3 separate regions of the Mus musculus genome follow, and regions 2 and 3 are each linked to region 1. A link is a contact called in public HiChIP or PLAC-seq data. All regions are on one chromosome and are shown on one strand. Each heading gives the region's core, a stretch centred on a gene start, on an enhancer-like site or on the middle of the called end of the contact. The rest is flanking DNA. Distances are from core to core; before and after follow the strand shown. Region 1 overlaps Rad51b (RAD51 paralog B). Region 2 holds the start of Zfp36l1 (zinc finger protein 36, C3H type-like 1). Region 3 overlaps Gm36660 (a long non-coding RNA gene).

Region 1 (2,834 bases), core at 242-2,741:
CGCTCTGTCAGTCTAAGGGCTATAATATGGCTGACGTGTGGTTACTGTAGACTTGCAGAAGCAGATGCTTTATTCTGGCTTTAGCGGAATGTCTTTGGCATTAACTCTAAAAGCTGTGAAAGAACAAGAGCCTGATCAAGGAGAGAAGGCAAAACATAAACTCTCTTCCCAACCCTACCCCTGCTCCTGAGGATGAGTATGCTGTGTGTGTGTGTGTGTGTGTGTGTGTGTGTGTGTGTGAGAGAGAGAGAGAGAGAGAGAGAGAGAGAGAGAGAGGGAGGGAGAGAGAGAGAGAGAGAGAGAGAGAGAAGGCACTGAAGAAAAGGGACTGAAGCTCTAGAGACCAAAACTCTACTGGTCCAAGTGTAAGATGGTACCTCTTCAAATTCCTGGCAAAGTTCCCTCAGGTGCAAAGCCTATTTCAGTTCATCATTTAGTATGTCTGCCTCAAGTATCTAATAAGAGGTTCTGAAGTGGACACGAGTAAACTCTGGGTGTCAACTTTGGTCTAGACGCTTCTGAAGTTATGTGAGCTCAATTTCAAACATTTAAGCTTCGACTTCATCTGTAAATGGAGATGCCACCTATGACAATGGAGTTGGTGGGAAGGCTGTAGACACTGCTTACAAGAACAGAGCCTCGTGGCCAACAGGTAGAAAAATAGTCAATGGCGCCATCATGACTGCCGCTGCCCCTTCAGGCTGGATGCCCCATTGTTGGCTCTACTTTCCAGGACTCCAGCCAATGAAAGAGAGAAACAGAAATCATGATACTGTGTCTTCTCTGAGGATACTATGCATTCAAAACAACCAAATATGATGGTGAGAATGGATTCCAAAGGAGGTGGGAAGGGTCTTTCAGGAGTCAAGTGGGAAGGGACCAGGAGGGAGATTGGCAAGATCACTGACAGAGCTGCTGGGCAGAGTTGGAGGAAGAACAAGCTGTCTGCCTTCGCCAGCAGTACAAAGGCGGCAGAGACTAGGCACACTTCAGGAGATTCTTCTTGAAGCCGCCAAGTAAATTGTTTTGCTTAAGTGTTTGTTGTTGGGGACCCAGGAGCTCAGCCCAGATGGAGCAGATCCAGTTCCCCCACCCCAGCAAACACTGTAGAAAGGTCAAAAGCAAACACGCCAAAAAAGACCCACACCGAAAGCAGACTGGAGGAGATTTTTGTCCCCCTCCTTTTCCCTTTTTCCACTGTCTGAAAGAACTGGTCTCTCAAGTCTTTATTTCAGACAAAAAAAGAACCAACAACCCCCACTTCTAAACACTGGCACAGAACAACCACTTTTTCAGAGAGAAAACACACCACCCACGACACTCATTTTTGCCAGCAACATTCAAAATGGTCCCTTGATTCTGCCAAGGGGATGCAGAGGTGAACCCTCACATCTCTAGGCTGACAGGAGGTGCCTGCCTGAGCCTGTGTGCCTGCTTGGGCCCCTCCCTCCACAGCTGCTTGTATTTACAGTTCAGTACCTTGAACTAGGAGAGGAGATTTCATACCCCAGCAATGGCCTTTCTCCTCGCCCCAGCTCCCCGAGCCCTCTTCTTCAACAACAAAACCCTGCCTGCCCCAAGCTAAAGGAATCCAATCACCCAGAAAGGGAGACTTTATGAGCTCTCTGGGCGCTTTGGGCAGACGGAAGGGATTAAAGCGAGGTGTGCTTTATGTCTTTTGTATTTCCGCCTCTGCTGCCTTCTGGAGTAGCCAGTTCCCCACCTCGGACAATTCTGCCCGTCCTCTCGATGGGGTCTGTTTTTTCTTTCTTCCCCCTGTGGTTTTGGGGGAGATGGAAGGAGAAGGCAGTAAAAATTTCATCTTAGACGCATCATAAAACCTGGAGAGGCAGCTGCAGGCAGGTGGGGTAGGTACCACAGCATAGCCTCCTCCCCTGGCAGGGCAGACTTGGGGAGGGGTTTTTTGCATTTCTATAATACTTGTTTGGACTATAACACAAGGGTCCAGCTGAGACCCATCCTGACTAGGATTGGTACATCTTTAACAGGTATTATTAAGTTCTTCGTTTGTAAGGACACTCCAGCTCCGTGGAATACGTAATCATAAAATGAAATTCTTAAAATTACTTTCTCATGACTTTCAATACTTTTTTTTTTATCATAGGTTGGCATATCACATAATCTAACTGAAGAATAATTTATAGCCCAGGCCCTGCATTCCATAGACCAAGCAGACCATAACCCCCTCAGAGTGTTCAGACAGGTCCAAACAAGCAAGCCACCGCAAAAGAAACAAGAAAGGACAATATATATTTTTAAAAAGACATACATTCCCTCCATTAATCAATCAAAGAAAGCAAATAGGAAGACGTGAGCCAGTAGACATTGCTTTCACTTGTAAAAGTCACAGAGGTTGAGAAACAATTACCAGTCCAGCAACAGTGCGCATGATCAAGAATCCACAGTCCAGCAATAGTGCATATGATCAAGAATCCACAGTGCAGCACAGTGTGCATGACCAAGAACTCACAGGCACTCTTGATCATCATTCAAATAACATGCTGCCGATAGGCAGTTTGACACGTGAACATGGGAAAATGTACAGAAGCCGTTGAGGCTATTTAGGGATACATTCTAAACACACAGTTAGACAAGTATAGAAATCTGAATACAAAAGAACGGCCATTACAAAAATTTAGTGTATATAAGCTTGCCTACAGCAGACTTGCACAGTAAAAAAGGCCACACACTGCCAGTTCAGTATGACTTTGTTTTCTGACGGTGGCACATGTGAACGGACCCTGCACAGATCCCCAAAGAGGGGCTCACCAAACTTAACTCTCTCAGGAGAATGACCCTAGTTGACTTTTTCC
Region 2 (2,834 bases), core at 190-2,689, 400 kb before region 1:
AAGAAACGTGCGAGGCCTGGGCGGTGCGGCCCGCGATTTCCGCCCGGGTCTCCACTGCAGCACGCGAGCCGGTGCGGGTGGGAGGCAGCCAGACCTAATAGTAAATAAACACATAGTTCGTGGTTTTAAAGGGCGGTGTAATTCATTGAAGGCCACTGAGTTCCGTGGGTCTTATTGCTTGGTACCCCCAAACCGGGCATAGTGACAAGCCATATGTTCCGTTCGCGTGGGGGCGGGAGAGCAGCAAGAAGTGTCGCTTCCCCCACCTCTACCTTCCTTCTTACCAAAGTAACTTTTTCCCCCCTTGTTTTTAACATTCGGGGATGTGTGGAGGAGGCAGCCCGAATTCAAAGCGCGCGTGGAAAGTGACTTGTTGCTCTTTTATTTTCAGGGGGTGCCCTTGAAAGTCTGGACTTTTCTGCTGTAGCAAGTTTAAAGATCGGTTATGTGAACAAAGCGCCCCATCTAGGTCTGAAAGAATTCTGCCCAGGCAGTGGTGCCCCCACCATACCGGGAAAACGCAGGCTGCCGGCCCAGCACGCGTGGACCCCGCGCTGCGCGCAAAATCTTACTGCTCTCGCCCCCTCCAGCCTAGGCTCTCCTGGAGAAAAAGTTTTCTCTGGTCATCCCTACTTCTTTTGCTCACTGATGGGAAACAACAAACATAAAACTCTTGACTCGAACATTTGGGGTGCTCCGCATTCCTAAACTCCTCGCCCAGCTCATTTTGCGATGGGCAGCCGGGTGTGGACAGGGAAGTCAGGGGAAGGTAAGTCGTGCGGGCACTTGGAGAAGTTTCAAGGGACACTAGCTCAAGATGGAAACCGCAGCCCTGGCCCGCTCAAGACCAGCTCCAGCGCCTGCTAGGAAGAAAAAAAAAAAAAAAAAAGACAGGGGGGAGAGGGAGGGAGGAGGGGGGGGAGAGAGAGAGAGAGAGAGAGAGAGAGAGAGAGAGAGAGAGAGAGAGAGGAGAGTCGAGCCCGCCTTCCAACTCTTAAAAAAAAAAACCAACAAACACAACAACTCGAACTCCGAAGGGGGTGGAATGAGTGATGTCACAGAGCCGAGCAGCGAGGTTGACAAAGGGTGGGCGCCCCTCCCCCTCTGCCGGGCTCGGCCCAGGGGAGGGGCGCCCCCGGAGCCCGCGGACTCGAAACTTTTCCTCTTTAAGAAAAAAAAGTTTTGCGCCGCTCCGAGTGCTTTTTTTTTTTTTTTTTTTCCGCCTTCTTTCCTCGTCTCCCTCCCCCTTCTTCCTTTTGAAAGTTTCTTTCCTCCCCCTTTACCCCTCCCTCCCTCTTGACCGCATGGCTGATTCAACCTCAGTGTCAATCAACTTTTTTTCCGCCTCCTCTTCTTCATTTAAATACGTTTAAAGCTCCTCCTTCCACCCCCCCCAACCCACCAAATCTTATAAATTGGGCTTTGCGCGCCGCAGCCCGGGAGAGTCAGAAAGGCGAGGGGCGCCGGGAGCAGGCGTGTGGGACTCCTGACCGGAGAGCCGGAGGCTGCGCCTTCCCCGCACCGGGACCTTCACGACACACCAGATCCTAGTCCTTGCCCCGTGCGAACGCCCACGATGACCACCACCCTCGTGTCCGCCACCATTTTTGACTTGAGCGAAGTTTTATGCAAGGTAAAGCAGGGCGGAGCGTTGGCTTTTTGAAAGTTTCTCTTGTGCTCCAAGAAACTCTAAAAAGTTTGGGTCTCGGGGACGTGAAGGAGTTTCACTGCTTGCGTTTCCCTCCATGGTGAAGGAATTTGTTTATGTCCTCCTCGCACTTAAGTTTCAGGTCCCAGGTGGGGTTCTGTGAATCCGGGGAGCAAAGTTCTGGGCGACTGCTCCAGTTTGCGGGGCAAGGAGGTGCGGAAGAGTGGTTAGGTTTGGGACGAATTTTGAAGGATTCTTTTCTGCATGGTGCACCTCCGGAGCTGGGCTAAGCGGGTGGGCTCGGCTTCGCAGTGTGCGCCTTGGGTTTCCTGTACCCGCTGGAGATGTTCGAGGTTACCCAACACCTTTTGCTAGGGGTCTCTAGGAAAAGCGAGGTCTCAGGGCGGTATCTGACTGGGAGAATTTTCCTGTCTGTTTTGGGGAGCTAAGAGATAATGCGACGAAGAAAGAGGCCGACTTAAGGTTCAAAAAGATGTAGGCAAAGCGACTTTGTAGTGGAGTTTGTCCGCCCCAGCTGGGCTAGGTTCCCGCTGCGGGAGCTGGTCGATCGTGCTGCAAACTTGGGGCTGAAACTGTTTGCTTACCTGGGTTGTGAGGCACTACGGTTCGTTGACTAAGGAATAGGGGAACAAAATGCTGCCAGACCTCAAGTTCCCGCCAGTTAGGATTTAAGAGGGCCAAAATGGGGCAGTTTGCCAGTCAGGTTTTTGAAAAACAAAACAGAAAAAAACTTTTAAAACCGTAATGTTCCAGGAGTGCGATTGAAATAACTCCGTGAATGTTGTTAATTTTTTGCCCGCTCTACTTCCCCCAACCCCCCAATTTGAAAGGATGAAGCTGCTAGGCTACTTTTAATTGCTGAACTGTTTTTGCCTTCCCTTAAACACGTCGGGTCATGTTGCTCTCTTCCTAGCTCGCTGCTCCTGTCGGTGCAGCTGCCAAGGCCCCGGGGCTGCAGGGTTGGGGTGCAGGGCCGTGCTGGAGTTGAAGAGCAACATCAAAAACTTTGCATTTTCGGCTTCTTTCCCTCCCTGCGTTTTTCCAAGTCTGTTTGCCCTGGCGGCAGCCTGAGCTAGCCAACTCCATCCTGGGCCCCGCTGCCCCGCTCTTTGATCTATTTCTCTTTCTTTTGCCCCCTCCCCCCGCAGGACTTTTTAAATGAACC
Region 3 (2,834 bases), core at 205-2,704, 350 kb before region 1:
GTTGGCTGAACACCAATTTCCCAGCGGGCTCTGCTCAGAGGAGCCTAAAGGAACCTATGAGAGCCCGGTAGGCATAAGAAGGAGAGGGGAGACCAAGTCCCCTATCCTAGTTTGAGAAAGTTGGGATTCCCCAGAGGGGACCCTCAGCCTTGTACTTCTTAGGGAATAGAAAATACTTGTCCCCAGGGCCACTGAAATGCACAGCATGTAACATCTGTACAGAAAAAGTGTGTTTGTTTCCCAAGGAGAAATTTAGAATAGGGTGAGATAAATAAGGAAGACTTTCAGGCTCAGGGCATTCAAGAAGGGAGTTATGGAACACATAGCAGGTGTTTTAGGTGGGAGAACAATTTAATTGTGTGAATAGTGTTACCTGTGTAAACTTAACTTCTTCTGTAAATCTGAGGTCATGATGTCATGGTCCCTTCCTTCCCCATCACTTTGGAGCCAAACCTAACTTGGCAATAAAATGTGACCCACCTGGAGAGAGGCAGCTTGCAGTCTTCACTGAGCGGCTCTGACAGGACAGTTGCAGGACATGGATGTGGTGTCAAGGGCCTGACCTAAGGTGTGTGTGTGTACTCTGATGTGTGGTCCCCTAGGAATTAGAATGAAAGACTGTTAACTTGTATTCATAGCTCTGTCCTGCAGGCATTTACCAAGTACTTTTCAAACAATATAATCTTTACAGTGACTCTACAGGACTGGGGTTCTATTATATAGATGAGGATACTGAGACTCCACCCTAATAAATGAAGTTGCCATTAAGGCTGAATCTAAGATCGCACTGTCTGGGTAACAACATCGAAGTAATGTCCTTGGTGAGAATGGCTTTAAAATCAAGCTGCAGGGTCAACATGGTGACACATAGCTTTAATCCTTATACTCAAGGGACAGAGTCAGGAGGAACTCATTGAGTTCGAGGCCAGCTTGATGTACATAGCCAGTTCCAAGCCAGATAGGGCTACACAGTGAGACCTTGTCTCAAAACAAACAGATAGACAGTCAAAACCTACAACAAAGCCAAAATCCCCAAATAAACAACAAGACAAAAAAGACAAACAAGACAAGATAAACAAACCCACATTGAAGATGGACGTCAGATGGGAGAGGCTCAAGGAGAAAAGCTGGAGGGAAGGTGGGATTGAATTGGAAGTGGGGGTAGATGGTGGCAGGGTGACATCTCAGATCAGGTAAATGGCCAGGGTTGGGGGCTAAAGGAGATCCAGGCCTCTCAAGTATAGAGTCCTGGAGAGGAGTCTTCAGTTTGGGCAGCATAGCCTGGCTCCCTAACCTGGCCTTTAACCTGTCTTGGTTTTCAGCCATTCATTCCCCTTTCTGTCCAAAGAGGAACAGCCACAGAAGAAGAAAGATCCCCTTCGCCTACTCAGTGTGGCAGGAAGAGGAACCTGGATGTGATTTGGATTTTTTAAAAAAGAGATCTTGCTTTGGTGTGGCCCAATGTAGCTTTTCACTTGCGGGTCTGATTGCAACCACAAGTGACTGCACCTCTGAGGGGACTCTTGGCAGCCACCTCTGAGGGTGGGGTTTTCCCCTCCCCAGCCTTGTGACTCCTCAGGTGCCTCCAGTTATCTCTACAGCCACTGGAGACTTCTTCAGGCCAAACTGAAGCATCTGACAAACATTCGAGGCCAGCCTGATCTACAGAGTGAGTTCCAGGACAGCCAGAACTAAGGCAGAGAAGCCCAGCTTCAACAAAACAAAACAAAACAAAACAAAACAAAACAAAACAAAACAGAAAAAAGAAAAAAGAAAAAAGAAACCATCAGCCTTCTAAAAAATGTGAACTGGATTCTGTTCTAGTCTTAGCTCTTTCTTGACTCATCTCCTCACTCTTCAGACCTCTTCCCTCTCCCTCCACAAATTAGTGGCTCCCCCACTTCCCACCCCATCCCTCCTTCCCTCCCCCTGAAGCCCTTTTTTCCCATGCATCCTTCTTACTTTTGAGCATGCTTGTGACCTGCTGAGTTTAATTAGGGTTGTTTGCATCAGTATGGGGGGGGGGTTGTGATGTACTGAAACATGGGTAACTCATTAGTGACTCCAGTACTGAAGAAAGTGACATCCTCTCCCCAGAGGTCATTAACTGTCAGGAGTCCCTTAGGCAGGAGTGGGGCCTCATGAGCTCCCCCAGCCCCCCAGATGAAAATTTGATGGACCCAGTGTTGTGCAGGTCTTTTATGGTAGCCATAGCTGCAGTTGAGTTCCTGAGTCCACTATCCATGTCATGTCCATGTTTTGTGGCACACCTCCCTATCCTCCGATCCCTATGCTCTTTTCACCCCCTCTTCTGAGATATTTGCTGCCATGTTTGGGGTCAATCTCTCTTCTGTTCCGTTTGGCTTCTCTTGAAGCCTGAGTGAAGTGGGATGAAGATGGGGCAGCCACGGATGCTGAGAAGAGTATGGAGTATAACGGCAAGAGGATGCTGCTGTCTGCTCATCGCCTAGGACAGAAAATCTGCCTTCCTACCTGCTCTGATTCTGTTTTACTGGAGAAGAGGACCTGCTGTATAGCAAGGCTCTTTATTCCCATAATTCTCTGTCTCTAGGCCATTCGAGTACAGCCCAAACTTCAGTGGCAAAGAAGAGGCAAGTTTCAGAAGCATGAACAGGGACACCTGCTTTCTTGTTTTGATAACGGATGAAAATATCTTCCCTTTGCTGCTGTTGCTACGCTGAATCAGGATTGAGAAGTTAGAGTATCTCTTACCTGATTGGCTTAGGACCACTTGCAGTTCATTGGTCAGAGTCATTCAGACGCCCCTCCCCTCCTCCTCCTCCTCCTCCTCCTCCTCCTCCTCCTCCTCCTCC

What was found. HiChIP or PLAC-seq counts read pairs in DNA pulled down with a chosen protein or histone mark.
Region 2: a contact with region 1 is called in an H3K4me3 HiChIP or PLAC-seq map of craniofacial prominence, with 5 times the contacts expected there. The contact joins the promoter of Zfp36l1 here to the enhancer-like site in region 1. A contact is called at or near these places in 1 of 39 promoter capture datasets (hippocampal neurons), 5 of 484 Hi-C or Micro-C datasets (bone marrow-derived macrophages, cortical neurons, nephron progenitors and 1 more), 33 of 115 datasets of contacts at active chromatin or transcription factors (the 230-238 cell line, the NIH/3T3 cell line, astrocytes and 24 more) and 3 of 9 other capture datasets (adipose tissue, embryonic stem cells and liver).
Region 3: a contact with region 1 is called in an H3K27ac HiChIP or PLAC-seq map of regulatory T cells, with 8 times the contacts expected there. The contact joins two enhancer-like sites. A contact is called at or near these places in 8 of 115 datasets of contacts at active chromatin or transcription factors (astrocytes, craniofacial prominence, differentiating embryonic stem cells and 5 more).

The regions. Positions count from the first base shown.
Region 1 is chr12:79,714,373-79,717,206 of GRCm38.p6, reverse strand. The region is part of intron 8 of Rad51b (RAD51 paralog B); the gene reads right to left. Among named protein-coding and RNA genes, the nearest start is that of Gm36048, 83 kb to the left of the region's middle. Within about 2 kb of position 1,491, at least 47 of the 459 cell types and tissues checked have an H3K27ac peak or open chromatin away from gene starts, as enhancers often do. A contact at or near this core is called in astrocytes, cortical neurons, craniofacial prominence and 7 more, where this site is marked.
Region 2 is chr12:80,111,618-80,114,451 of GRCm38.p6, reverse strand. Zfp36l1 (zinc finger protein 36, C3H type-like 1) reads left to right here and starts at 1,439. Exons shown (of 2, transcript NM_007564.5): 1 at 1,439-1,633. The coding sequence starts at 1,577. It overlaps Gm52006, which reads left to right. Exons shown (of 3, transcript XM_030247048.1): 3 at 1-872.
Region 3 is chr12:80,067,936-80,070,769 of GRCm38.p6, reverse strand. All of the region lies in intron 3 of Gm36660 (a long non-coding RNA gene), which reads left to right. Among named protein-coding and RNA genes, the nearest start is that of Gm36660, 17 kb to the left of the region's middle. Within about 2 kb of position 1,454, at least 40 of the 459 cell types and tissues checked have an H3K27ac peak or open chromatin away from gene starts, as enhancers often do. A contact at or near this core is called in regulatory T cells, where this site is marked.